Linked DNA regions of Mus musculus: region 2 is linked to region 1. Evidence: chromatin contacts called from public Hi-C data. All regions are on one chromosome and are shown on one strand. Each heading gives the region's core, a stretch centred on a gene start, on an enhancer-like site or on the middle of the called end of the contact. The rest is flanking DNA. Distances are from core to core; before and after follow the strand shown. Region 1 overlaps Pde4d (phosphodiesterase 4D, cAMP specific). Region 2 overlaps Pde4d (phosphodiesterase 4D, cAMP specific).

What was found. Hi-C and Micro-C count contacts between places; a contact is called where the count stands out from the background.
Region 2: a Hi-C map of uterus shows a contact between it and region 1, with 3 times the contacts expected there. The contact joins two enhancer-like sites. A contact is called at or near these places in 11 of 484 Hi-C or Micro-C datasets (Sertoli cells, bone marrow-derived DN2 thymocytes, cerebellar granule neurons and 7 more) and 3 of 115 datasets of contacts at active chromatin or transcription factors (the HPC-7 cell line, acute myeloid leukemia and forebrain).

Annotation. Positions count from the first base shown.
Region 1 is chr13:109,225,179-109,232,361 of GRCm38.p6, reverse strand. All of the region lies in intron 3 of Pde4d (phosphodiesterase 4D, cAMP specific), which reads right to left. Among named protein-coding and RNA genes, the nearest start is that of Mir582, 96 kb to the left of the region's middle. Within about 2 kb of position 2,926, at least 151 of the 459 cell types and tissues checked have an H3K27ac peak or open chromatin away from gene starts, as enhancers often do. A contact at or near this core is called in uterus, where this site is marked.
Region 2 is chr13:109,421,779-109,428,961 of GRCm38.p6, reverse strand. All of the region lies in intron 3 of Pde4d (phosphodiesterase 4D, cAMP specific), which reads right to left. It overlaps Gm32703 (a long non-coding RNA gene), which reads left to right. Exons shown (of 3, transcript XR_003950566.1): 2 at 1,114-1,217; 3 at 2,160-3,796. Among named protein-coding and RNA genes, the nearest start is that of Gm32703, 16 kb to the left of the region's middle. Within about 2 kb of position 3,226, at least 7 of the 459 cell types and tissues checked have an H3K27ac peak or open chromatin away from gene starts, as enhancers often do. A contact at or near this core is called in uterus, where this site is marked.

The DNA of each region.
Region 1 (7,183 bases), core at 1,677-4,176:
TCAAGATAAGGCGTACCCTGCTTTGGGCACGTCACCACGGCATCAGATCACGTCTGCGTACGTTTCGCTGTGTCCTCTTGTCTTTGATGGTTCGGAATTGGTTTCCAGGATCAGGATGCCACTCCCTGGTCACTTGTTACCTGAGCTGTGGTCTGGACTACTGGAGGTAAAGCCCAGGATTTAGAGATGTAGGGGAAGTAGTGTCTGATAAGATCAACTAAGCTGCATGCTTCTGGAGAGTCAGACTCTGCGAGAGGAAGTGGGAGATCCCACTGGCCGTGAGGAAAAGATACCGATAATGAGAAACCGGAGAAACCGGATATGCTGCAACTATGATCGTGGCATGCTATAAGAGAGAATCGAAGGCAGCATGCTGAACGGGCTGGCTCTGCACTAAACAACCATATGACAAGTTACGGAGCAGGCCTTTAACAATCAAATAAATGTCCCTGGGGAGTTGTATCTAGTTTTACTGAAACCACTAACCCACCCATGAGTGAAACATTAGAGAGTCTCCCTATGGACCTTTTAGCAATATGAATTGGCTCTGTGAATACTTGAGGCTCCCTCCTTGACTTTAGAGACCGTATATCTGCGGAAGCACCCGGAGACACTCAGAGACCAGTCTGCTTACAATGCAGAAGCTCTTCTGGAAGCTTAGGAGGTAAAACAAACAAACACAACAACAACAAAACCAAACAGGATTTCAGCTCTCATGAGGACTAGGCTGTGCAGGCAGGCCCTGCCAGCCTCTAGACCCAAGAGAAACATGCATGTAGGCTACTTAGACCACCCAGCCTGTGGCGTTCTATTCTGCCAGCCGAGCTAACTAACATTTTTCATGGAACAGATTCTCAAGTCAGTACATACTCTTCCTTCGTAGGGGTTATTAGAGCCCAAAACTATACACAGACACATAGGCCTTTTCTCCACCCCTGATACTCGGAGCAGTGAATGCCTTCCTTTTTATAATTAGGTGGTCAATTATTATTTGTGACGTGATGAGCGAATGTTAACACTGCTTGAGTAGAATTTCCTGATGAAATGTGAGCCAGGTGATGAAATCCAGTTTGGCCAATCTCATTCTGTGCAGGAAAAGCAGGGAACCCGTATCCCAGAGTGTCTTCTAGGAAGACCCCTGGTACTGTTTAAAAAACACCAAGCGGGTTGTTGTTGTTGCTGTTGTTTTGGTTATTTTTGTTTTTTTTTTTTAGTATCTGTGCAGTTTGGGGAGTCAAAAAGTGACTGGAGCAGAAACACCATGAGAGAAGCTAAAAACCATTAAGTGAGAAGGAGTTGGGAGAGATTGTAATAACTCTGGGATGAAAAAAAAAAAAAACGGTCAAGCAACTTGCTGTTGAAACAGATGCTAGCTTGCTTGTAAAGAGCATGGGTGTCTAAATAGCATTCCATTGCGCAATGCTTGTGAATATAAAGAGCTCCTCGGACCATCAAAAAGCCCGATAACGCATAACTGCCACGTCCAGTGCAAACAAGATTTTGTGGGGGAGGAGACAAGAAGGGAACTTGGCTGGTGGCTGGGAAATTTGAGTGAGGGCATTGAATCCACCATGGGATTCTCTGGTGTGGAAAAGACAGATCTAGACAGTGACCCTTCGCTAAGCAAAGCTGAACTAATCTTGCTTAAACCAACTGGAGCCTCCGGTGGTCAGGAGGCAGCTGTGTCTCTGGGCGGCGGAAGGGGGGTTGGGGTGGGGCAGGGCAGGGCAGGGCAGGGTGGGGCAGGAGGGGGTGTAGCAGCTCTCAATAGCTGTGGAGTGACCATGGGGCTTCTTCTCACAGTGAGGGTAATGGGGATCTTCGCCAACTGTTACTAGACGCCAGGAAATAAAATTTCCACAGCCCACAAACAATAAAAACCTCAACTAGTTTTAATGTGGTAGCAGCCAGAAACCAAGCTTCCTGTTGTTGTTCAAGGCCCCAAAGTTCACATTTACCCCCAGGTGAGTCCGTCCTGTCTCCACTGCTGCCCTCCTCCTTTTAGGCAGCGAAACAGATCAACAGGTAACTCTGGACTATGTGTCTATCTGGGAGAGTTATCAATTGCAGAGTTACTGAAAATGACTTTATGAGAGTCCGTATGCAAATACGTGTGTTCAGCCATAAGTGAACTTCAAGGAAGTACGGACAGATGATAAAACTGAACAGGAAGAATTCTCAGAATGTGTCAAAGGATTTGCTCTACCTCAGGGTAAAATCGAAAAGGGCATCTCATTCCTTTTTTTCTTTTTTTTCTTGGTTGTGTGAAGTAGGAGAACCTGAAATGCAGGTTTCGATATTAAAATTAGTTAAGGAAATTGGTGACTTCGGGAGACTCAACAGTGGAAAGGGAAAATGAAGAGGAAATAATTACAGTTGACGTTAATTGGATGACTCATGACAAATAGAGAGAGCCCTTGGAACACAGTGCGCAAACAGCCAGTGCGGGTTAACTGCCGCTCACTGGGTTTGGTTTTGCTAGGGGGAAAAAAAATCACAAGGCTTCAGCACAGAAGAGGAAAAACTTTTTTTTTTTTTCCGATTGTCCAGAGAGACCACACATGTATTTGGCAACGGTGCATCAATGTCCGGCAACTCTAGCTAAGATGGTGAATGATTGCAGAGCTCGGGGGAATTCTGGGATTTACTTGGGGTGACAGCAGATCCCGAAGCTCATCGTCCCTGTTCTTCGCCTGACATATTATCCTTGTACTCTTATCTTTTTGACCCTTGTAAGTACAGACCTCAACCCTCTTCAAAGAGTCATCACTTAAAGGTACAGTGGAGACAAATAAAATTGTTCAATAAATAGTATCCGAAAGTAAGGTCTACGAAGAAGAAAATTTAAGGATTCAAGACTGAAGACTCTTGAACCACACGGAGTCCTTGCCCTTTGCCTCACCCATCTGAGGAAAAGGGCGTCAGGAACACACAAAATGTTTCTGGTTAGAATCAAAGCTCCTATCATGGAGCAGAGGTGACAATACTAACTAAAGACTACCATCTAGTGGCCATTTCGAAGAACTACATGAATTAACAAAGAAGGCCAACAATTCATGAAAACCTGTATTAGTGTTCTCCACTTTGTATCAAGGGAAACAATCGCTTAGAGATACCTAAATATGTGGTAAGTGTTTTTTATTATTAGAATCTAGTTGAAAGCCCATACTAGGTCACAAGACGGCTCAGATGCAGGCCCACAGTGTTGTCTTCATCAATCTGTTTATAACACTAGTGTAGGAATCTACTTACAATACAATATTGTTGCAATCTAAAACACCCTGTATGGAAAGGACAGAAATACAATAAATATGAGTTGTATTGTTATATATGTATTCAGTAATGTAAATGGAGAATTATGACTCTCTCTATTCGGTTGTTGACTCCCCCCTGATTTTCCCTGGACTACCGATTCACAGACTCCCAGAAGCACCGACTCCAATAGCCCCAGAGTCTGAATGACTACCTGGATTCATGAACTCTGCCTGTTTGAGCTTCAACTATTAACTTAACCCTAAAGTGAAGTCTTAGGTTCTCCAGTTCTCCCCATTACCAGAGACAGCTGCTTCGTCTCCTGAAATGCCAGCCTCACCCATGAGACAGGATGGTGAAGGTTAGAGTGAGAAGATTTAGTCAGATTAGGTGCCTGGTCTCCAGGGTGCTTTCAATTCTGACAAAATAGATATTGTTGCCATCAGTGACCCCTTCATTGATCTCAGCTACGTGCTTCAGCATCCTACCCACAGCAAGTTCTATGACACAGTCAAAGCTGGGAACAGACAGCTTTAAAAAGGGGGGGACCTCTAATGACTTCTTTTGTGATTGGGTTACCTCACTAAGGATGATGGAGTATTACTCAGCTATTAAAAACAATGAATTTATGAAATTCTTGGACAAATGGATGTATCTGGAGGATATCATCCTGAATGAGGTAACCCAATCACAAAAGAAGTCATTAGATGGGTATCATCGGGAGCCATCTTGGATCCGGGACTCCGCCGAAAGTAGTCTGCACAGGTGAGAGTGTGCACTACAGAAGCTAACAGCTTCTGGGACAGGCAGGAGCCACAGAGCTTCTGAGGCAGTCCCCTTTTCGGCTCCAGACATCTGGCCACCTTCCCGGCCAGAGGACAGGTGTCTGCCTGGCCCGGGAGAACTTTGTCTCAGCATCGGCGGGAGCCATCTTGGATCCGGGACTCCACCAAAAGTAGTCTGCACAGGTGAGAGTGTGGACTACAGAAGCTAACAGCTTCTGTGACAGGCCAAAGCAACACAGTTTCTGGGAAAGGTCCTGTTTTGGGCCTTCATCTTTGGCCAGAAGGGAGGTCCGAATGCCAGATATCTGTGCACCTTCCCCGTAAGAGGAGATTGCCTGCAGAGTGTGCTCTGACCACTGAAACTCAGAGGAGAGAGCTAGTCTCCCAGGTCTGCTGATAGAGGGTAACAAAATCACCAGAGGAACAATCTCTAAACAGAGACAACTATAACAACTAACTCCAGAGATTACCAGATAGCGAAAGGTAAACATAAGAATCTTATTAACAGAAACCAAGACCACTCACCATCATCAGAACCCAGCACTCCCACTTTGCCCAGTCCAGGGCACCCCAACATACCTGAAAACCTAGACCCGGATTTAAAAGCATATCTCATGATGATGGTAGAGGACATCAAGGAGGACTTTAATAACTCACTTAAAGAAATACAGGAGAACACTGCTAAACAGGTAGAAGACCTTAAAGAAGAAGCACAAAAATCCCTTAAAGAATTGCATGAAAACACAACCAAACAGGTGATGGAATTGAATAAAACCATCCAAGACCTAAAAAGGGAAGTAGACACAATAAAGAAAACTCAAAGTGAGGCAATGCTGGAGACAGAAACCCTAGGAAAGAAATCTGGAACCATAGATGTGAGCATCAGCAACAGAATACAAGAGATGGAAGAGAGACTCTCAGGTACAGAAAATTCCATAGAGAACATCGGCACAACAATCAAAGAAAATGGAAAATGCAAAAAGATTATAACTCAAAACATCCAGGAAGTCCAGGACACAATGAGAAGACCCCAAACCTATGGATAATAGGAGTAGATGAGAATGAAGATTTTCAACACAAAGGACCGGCAAATATCTTCAACAAAATTATAAAAGAAAACTTCCCAAACCTAAAGAAAGAGATGCCCTTGAACATACAAGAAGCCTACAGAACTCCAAATAGACTGAACCAGAAAAGAAATTCCTCCCGACCCATAATAATCAGAACAACAAATGCACTAAATAAAGATAGTATATTAAAAGCAGTAAGGGAAAAAGGTCAAGTAAGCCTATCAGAATTATACCAGATTTTTCACCAGAGACTATGAAAGCCAGAAGAGCCTGGACAGATGTTATACAGACACTAAGAGAACACAAATGCCAGCCCAGGCTACTATACCCAGCCAAACTCTCAATTACCATAGATGGAGAAACAAAAGTATTCCACGGCAAAATCAAATTCACACATTATCTTTGCACAAATCCAGCCCTTCAAAGGATAATAACAGAAAAAAACCAATACAAGGATGGAAACCACGTCCTAGAAAAAGAAAGAAGGTAATTCCCTCAACAAACCTAAAAGAAGACAGCCACAAGAACAGAATGCCAACTTTAACAACAAAAATAATAGGAAGCAACAATTACTTTTCCTAAATATCTCTTAATATCAATGGACTCAACTCCCCAATAAAAAGACATAGACTAACAGACAGGCTACACAAACAGGACCCAACATTTTGCTGCTTACAGGAAACTCATCTCAGAGAAAAATATAGACACTACCCCAGAATGAAAGGCTGGAAAACAATTTTCCAAGCAAATGGTCTGAAGAAACAAGCTGGAGTAGCCATTCTAATATCTAATAAAATCGACTTCCAACCCAAAGTCATTAAAAAAGACAAGGAGGGGCACTTCATACTCATCAAAGGTAAAGTCCTCCAAGAGGAACTATCAATTCTGAATATCCATGCTCCAAATTACAAGGGCAGCCACATTCATTAAAGAAACTTTAGTAAAGCTCAAAGCACACATTGCACCTCACACAATAATAGTGGGAGACTTCAACACACCACTTTCACCAATGGACAGATCATGGAAACAGAAACTAAACAGGGACACAGTGAAACTAACAGAAGTTATGAAACAAATGGATCTAACAGATATCTACAGAACATTTTATCCTAAAACAAAAGGATATACCTTCTTCTCAGCACCTCATGGTACCTTCTCCAAAATTGACCACATAATTGGTCACAAAACAAGCCTAAACAGATACAAAAATATTGAAATTGTCCCATACATCTTATCAGCGCACCATGGACTAAGGCTGATCTTCAATAACAAAATAAATAATAGAAAGCCAACATTCACGTGGAAACTGAACAACACTCTTCTCAATGATACCTTGGTCAAGGAAGGAATAAAGAAAGAAATTAAGGACTTTTTGCAGTTTAATGAAAATGAAGCCACAACATACCCAAAGTTATGGGACACAATGAAAGCATTTCTAAGAGGAAAACTCATAGCTCTGAGTGCCTCCAAAAAGAAACTAGAGAGAGCACACATTAGCAGCTTGACAACACACCTAAAAGCTCTAGAACAAAAGGAAGCAAACTCACCCAAGAGGAGTAGACGGCAGGAAATAATCAAACTCAGGGGCAAAATCAACCAAGTGGAAACAAGAAGAACTATTCAAAGAATCAACCAAACGAGGAGCTGGTTCTTTGAGAAAATCAACAAGATAGATAAACTCTTAGCTAGACTCACTAGAGGGCACAGAGAAAGCATCCTAATTAACAAAAATCAGAAATGAAAAAGGAGACATAACAACAGATCCTGAAAATTCCAAAGCACCATCAGATCCTTCTAAAAAAGGCTATACTCAACAAAACAGGAGAACCTGGATGAAGTGGACAAGTTTCTAGACAGATACCAGCTACCAAAGTTAAATCAAGATTAGGTTAATGATCTAAACAGTCCTATATCCCCTAAAGAAATAGAAGCAGTCATTAATAGTCTCCCAACCAAAAAAAGCCCAGGACCAGATGGGTTTAGTGCAGAGTTCTATCAGACCTTCAAAGAAGATCTAATTCCAGTTCTTCACAAACTATTCCACAAAATAGAAGCAGAAGGTACTCTACCCAACTC
Region 2 (7,183 bases), core at 1,977-4,476, 200 kb before region 1:
ACCCAAATGACTCCTCCTCTGTCACTGCATTGATGATACTCATGCCAAGGACCACATCCCATCTCAGACACATCAGAAGATGATTTGTGGGTTATCAGTCGTCCTGTGCAAACCTAACTGCTCTTTATGCTGATACAGAAGACCAAGTGGACCTCTACTTTACTGTTCCACAATATGATGTGGGTGTGCCTGACTACATCACTTTCAGAGAAACAGTGGGTGGCTAACCTCTGACAACAATATGTTTGCAGACCAGCACATTCAGAATGTCAACAGAATAATGAGTTAATGTAACAAGTCCTAGGTGGAATTAATTGTGAACTGTTGGCCTAAGCTATCATAACTAACTGTTCTTCATACTACAAGAAGGTGTGTCTTACAATCTTGGTACCCACAGGTCAAGTCGTAAGGAGTGTTCTTCCCAGGGAGACAAATGGGATGGGGAAGGAGGATGCTGCAGGAAAATTCGGTTTGTTTCCTCATTGTGTTAATGACACTCCATAATGAGGAATCATTAATCTTAACTCCTCCCCAGCCCATGTCATTGTCATTGGCTTGTGATGATTTCTTGTCAGTTCACAAACACAGACGCACTCAGTTTGCTGGGTGAACTGCCTTTCTCTTGCTGTGGGGTGACATGCTTCAGTGCGCTGATGCAGCCCCTCCCCATAAACACTTCAGGGATTTGTCATTGTCAAGATCAGTCCTGGGACAACTTTATCCCTTGGACCAACAGTCTCTCCCCACTCTCCATCTCCAGCATCCTCTAAGATTCACTTCTAGCTTCTCTATTACATCTCAGACCTCCAAATATAAATGAACTTATTTGTGTCAGAGGCTCACAGGGTGTCTGGAGAAAAAGAGGTTTGGCAAGAAGAACACAGATTCCTTGTTTTTGTTTGTGTTATTGGGGTTCATTTTGGCTCTGATTACTTTGTCCAAATTCCTTAATGTTTACTGAATAATGTTGATTTTTCTCTAGAAAATAAAATCATTTATTTGTCTTGGATCCATCTGAGGTTTGACTAGACAGCTTTAATTAATTAGGGCATATATGAGAGTAGAATTTGTTGTATCTGTTCTCCTTGAGTCTGTCACATATTTCCCACATAGCTTGCTGACCTAGATGGTGAGAATGGTGAAGCTGAGAAGGCAGTCTGCAGTGTGGAAATCTGAGGAGGCTGAGGAACGAAAGCACTACCCGCCACTGACGCAAGGTAAGTTGGCAGTGGCGGCTGGAAAGTCAGCCATAGGAGGCGAGTTTTTCATTACTCACCTTAAAGGGACCCTGTGGATTAACTCACACAAAACCAACAACCTGAGAGAAATGTGAGAGACGCTACAAATAGGCACCAGAGAAGGAGAGACAGAAGCAGCTAGTACGCAGTTAGAAGGTGAACCTCTGTAGAAACCCAAGAAATATAACTACAGTGAAGTCCAGGGACTGTCATAGTGTCGAGGGGGCAAATGTAGTATTCAATGATATGGAGAGGGTGGGGGATGGGCAGACCTGTGCAGTTCATAGGCACAAGAGCTGTGCATTTTTAATGTACAACATTTGAATATGTGTGGTGTGTATATACAGGTGTATGTGTGTATATATATATGTGTGTGTATGTATATGTATATATTATCTCTCAAATACAAACATTTATACAACATATGGATATTTATCCTAGCATTGTCTATAAATCTAAAACTCCTACATCTAATTCTCTGCTTATTATTATTATTATTAAACTTGAGTAGGACACAAAGGACCTTTTACCTACATCCCAGGGAATTCCAGACTCCAGGTATATAATAAAGTTGAAGACACTAAAGTGGTCACTGACTGACACGTGCTCAAAGTGTTTTTTTTTTTTTTTGTAAACAAAGATAATAATTATAAAATGTGAGTCTTATTTGATTTTTTCCAGAGGACAAAAATAAATTTATAATTGCCAAACAAAGGTTCATTCTTTTTTTCTATCTATTTATAATTTTTGGAATGGTTCTGTACAATAGTTTATTTTTGTACTTAACTTTTCAGCCCTTGTAAACTCTGCATGCATTTTAATAGGATTGCTATTCTTCAAGGCTTATTATAGAACGTAGAAATAACTCACAAATGTGACTTCATCTCTTATTTTATGCTTCACCCCCTCTCCCCAACCCAGATTCATACAATGATTTACTTTGCTGCCAAAGTCCTTCCAATATTTGAAAAACACAAGAAAGACCATCATCGTGAGGAAAGCCAAATCGGATTTGTCCCAGAAACATCTTCAAGCAAAGGTTTCAACTCCACAGTCTTGGGGCCCATTCTTCAGTGAGAATTGGATTTCTTGTGATATGAAGGATATGAAGGATATGAAGGATATGAAGGATATGAAGGATATGAAGGATATATATATATATATATATATATGAGAGAGAGAGGAGATAGGAGATATCATCTTAAGGACAAAGACATGCCTTTCACACAATCATCTAAGACTTCCTTTGGTCACGTCTTCCAGCAGTATTGGGAAATGTCCTCTTCTGTCACATTGGACAGTGGTGACACAGTGAGACTCATCTGTTACTGACATGTCTGCTCTGATTCAGTAATTAGCATCAGAGAGCAAAGCGAGGGGGGGGGTAGCATCTCCTGAGTACGGAGAGCAATACTATGTAAGATTGTTGCTACACCCGCTCTGCCTCGCCCACACCCACACAGAGTAAGAGTGCTGTAGTATTTTTAGAACCACACACTTAGAAAAAGTCCTTGTCTCAGAGTGAGTCCTAAATCAGCCCGTGTAAGCTCCCAATCTGTACATCTCCACTAACATCAGTTGAGCTGAGTTTCTCAAAAGGATACACTGCATTAATTGAGGGCACCCAATGAATAATTAGCATGAAGAACTAATTAACTTCTCTCTACTAGCACTTAGGAACAGGCAACTTAGAAAAGGGGAGAAGTGCAATCCAGCTCCCATGCCTTTGAGCTTCTCTTCTAGGGAGCGCTTTGTGCGCTAAGGCTCACACTGGTCATTTCCCTCGACAGCGGTAAGGCCAGTATTACTACCTCTCACTTAGTAAGAGAGAATAAGATCAAAGAATCTAGAGAAGTTGCCGCGGGGCCAAGACATAAAACGGGTGGAAGGAGATTGGATTCCAAACCTCCATTTACACATCGTGCTGGGGAGCCAGCACTGTCCTATGGACAAGAAACAGGCTGGGAGGGACCTGGGAGCCGGTACAGTGGAGCAGAGAATTAATTACGAGCCGTGTAGCTGGTCAGTGCCAGACAATATGATCAACACTTGACTTGCCTCTCTCACTTACTTACTTTGTCCCCCAACCCCCACCCAAAGCCCTGCAGGTTTATAAGTTTCGGGACGAGACAGACAGACACTGGATAATTAAACAGGTCTCTTGACGCTGCACGGCGGGGTAACCCAAAGATGAGTTCATAGTCGTTCATTATTCTTTGTTCACCTCTTTCACCCCTGCTTCTCTTTCTTCTTCCACATGTAAAATCAGTATGGGTCAAGCTGACCTCACTCAAGTTTATTTTATTGTATTTTTTTAAAAAAGACCAATATCTCACCCTACTTTTGGAATACCAACATACTATCTGGGGACACGGAGAGAGATTTGGCTAGCATTCTGCGCATGTCAGCAGTAAACATAGCTTTAGGTTTTGATCCCTGAACCTTTTTGGCTATTCTTTAAGCCTTCATCAAGTTCCTTCTCATTCCATCTGAAAATTAAAGTAGCTAGGCTACTTTAAAAGGGCTAATAAACAACTTTGGCAATGGCTTACATTTTATCTTGTCTACTTGGCTGGTGTTTGTGGGACTCTTCATCTAGCACTGTCCAGTGTCCAAGCCCCTCCCCCTCCACGTTATTATCGAGCTGCTGCAGTACAGCTTTGAGACACCTGATCACTTAGATCATTAAAAATCAATCCAATCACTGAATAGTTCTGTACATTTTACAGAAACAGCAAAGAGTACAATATTGGATTGCTATTAAGTGACCCTGGGTTTTCTTTTTTTCTTTTTCTTTTTCTTTTTTTTAGCTGCCAGGAAAGTCTTTTGGTCAAATTGACTAAACGAGCATACCAAGCAGGAGAGAGGAAAAGAGCAGCGAAATAGAGTGAGCTTGGACTGGGAGGGCAATGTTTATCTTGGGATAAAGTAAGCTACTGATGGAGGGAGGTGAGAGGAGGAGGTGGGAGAAGCCCAGCATACCTTTAGCGGTCAGAGTGCTAGAATTGAGTGTGCTGGAATTTAGAGTGTGAGAGATTCAAGACAGTTGAACACAGACAACCAAACTCAGGGACGATCATGAAAGAAGGAAAGAAGAGGGGGGATTTTTTTTTTTTTTTTTTTTTTTTTTGGTGAGACCCTAACAGACAACCTGTACATGATTTGCTTGACTCTGTCCCAGACACATTGCTGGGGTAAGAAGCAGCTGATTAAATAAATAAAAACTCCTTCAATGGTTGACCCAGCTAGGAGGACAGGCTTGTTTCTCACGAAGTGGGCTTTCTTAAAAGAGACGGGCTAGATCTACCCTTGTTCTTTCAAATTCTGGATGCAGAAAAGAAATTGTCTACACATTCCTTTCCTCCTTAATACTGTAGCCACAGATAGCCCCGCCTTCCAAAGAACTGCCTTTCCCTTCCAGAACTGCATGTTCGCCTAATATTTTTCAACGATTTCTTCATTAGTCTAGAAAGAATCCTGGCTTGTATAACCACAGAGTGCGGACAAGGATGGATTTTGCTGTGGGATTTCTGCCACTGTGCCACTATTTCTGATTCCTCCCAGTGTCCTATTTAAAGTCACACTTAGCTTACTCAACTCATGCTCCTATAGGGAAAGGACCAGAAAAACCATCAAGTACTTCCTTGCTCCCCTTTGATATATATATATATATATATATATATATATATATATATATATATATATATATATATATATAGCTTGTCACCATTTCAAGTGTAACAACCACCTGAACACAAGACACTTAAAAATAGCATTTATAGTGTTATAAATGAAGCAAATATGCCAAGGAAGAGTGTATGTGTTTCTTTAGGTACTGAACAGATAGAATGTTATATGAGAGCCCTTTGATTGCAAAGCAGAAGACCAACTCCCCTCCCCCAGAACATGTTTTAAAGTTTGCTTACCCCACGCTAGGTCTGCTGCCTTGCAGAGCCTAAGGGTCAGAAAGCAGATATTTGTCACCATGGGTTTAAGTGAGAGTTACCGAGCTTGTAGTTAGGAATCACACCCAGCTTCTGATAGTCGCCATCATTTACATCATTATAGTTGCTTCTTACTCTGTTGCAGGGTTGTCTATCAGGCAGAAGTGATGTGTAATGCTTGAGGTCAGATACACAAGATGCTAAGTGCATTTGTTTTCGAGTACTCCCCTCTCTGAGACTGTCAGTAACTCATGGAGGACAACAGTAATCCTCAAGATGAACAAAGCCCAAGAACCATCACACACTATAGGGAAACCTTGAGCCATTTACATGGCTGAGGACTACACAGGTAGAGGTATGGCACAGGCTGATGGGGAAGACCTGGGGAGGAAGCAAAGAGAAGGCCATTCAAGCAACATTTGAAGAAAGGAAGTGTAATTGTCACCAACATGACCTTTCAGAATTCCAATTCTCCTTTAAGGGAAGTGGTAAGTCTGCACGTCATTGCACCCCAAGGGACAGGCACAGTCACCTGACTTTAGCTGATGTAATGTGAGCAGCAATGGATATGATATTCATCTCTCTTTTTAAATGCATATAAGCATCACATGTCTTCTTAATATCGCTATAACTTAGGAGAGAGGAAGAAAGAAGAGAGGGGAGAAAGGAAGGAAGGACAAAGGAAAAAGAAGCAAGTGAGGAAGAGACAGAGGAGAAAAGTGACCAGCAATATGTATCACCTTCAGGGAAAAAACTTTGAGAACAAGGGCATGATACCCTTCTCCACTGTATCATATAGTAGGATTTTTAAAGATGGTATTCTCTAACCAACTATGTCTGCAACTAAGGAACACATCTTTCCTCTACCTCCCACCAGTCTCTAATGCATAGAAAAGATCAAGGAAAAGCAAGTATTTATTGTTATAAATAACTGAAGCTTTGGGGTTGTTCATGTAGCATGAGATAGCTCACTGTCATTAAGATTGAAAGAAAAATCCAACAGCTAAAATTTCCATCTATGGAAAGATGTCTCGACTCAACCCTGAAGTTGAAGGTTCCTGCAAAGAAAGGGTCGATCGTGATTAGCACACAAATTCTTCCCGTTGGAAAGTGTGCAGATAGGGACAGGAAGAATTATTTTCACTAGATTCCTAAAAGTTGAAAAGGCAAGAAGCAGCTCAGATGCTGTCTTCCCTTGGGGGAAACATGCTCCTTTCTCCTCCACAGGTAAGTTTAGGTGAACCACAAGCTGTTAGTGCAAACTTCCCAGTGCCTGCTGAACATGGGGTGAGGCAGTACAGAGGCCAGTATAGGCTGACATGAAGACATTCCTAATAGTCTCTGACATAAATGGGTGATAAAGATTGTGTGAGCCAGTGGAATTTATTTTTCTGGAAGTGGGCTGACAATTAGCTAAGATTCAATAATTAATTTTAATTTGACCCAATTTTTAACTAGCAGATTGGATAGTATATACGTAAAAATCCATTACTTTATTGTGCTTTAACTTGCTTATTCATTATTAATTTGTATTGCTTTGTTTCTTATAGTCATCCATCCTATAACAAGAAATTTATCACGTGGTTCTGATTTGACTAAGTCTCAACAGAATTTACTCAGAAAATAGGAAGAATCAGGACCTAGACTCCAAGTATGGTTGTTCCTATAGGCGATGCACATGTGTATCTTACTCAATACTTCACAGAATATTATTTAATAGATACATAGGACAGTCACCATAATTGGCTTAGTCCTCTTGGGCTGCTGTGGCAAAATGCTGTTAGCTTGGTGGCTGCCAAATAAAATAATATTTATCTCTTACAGTGGAGGAGTCTGGGCAGCTGGGGGTTAAAGTACTGTCAGGTTTGTTAGAGTCTATCTGGGAAGGGATCTCCTCTAGGTTCATGAACTGCAATCTCTTCACTGATGTGCTGAGAAAGACTGTTTTTATTTTACTTTTTTATTGATGTGATAAAACATCATGATCAAGGCACTGTATAA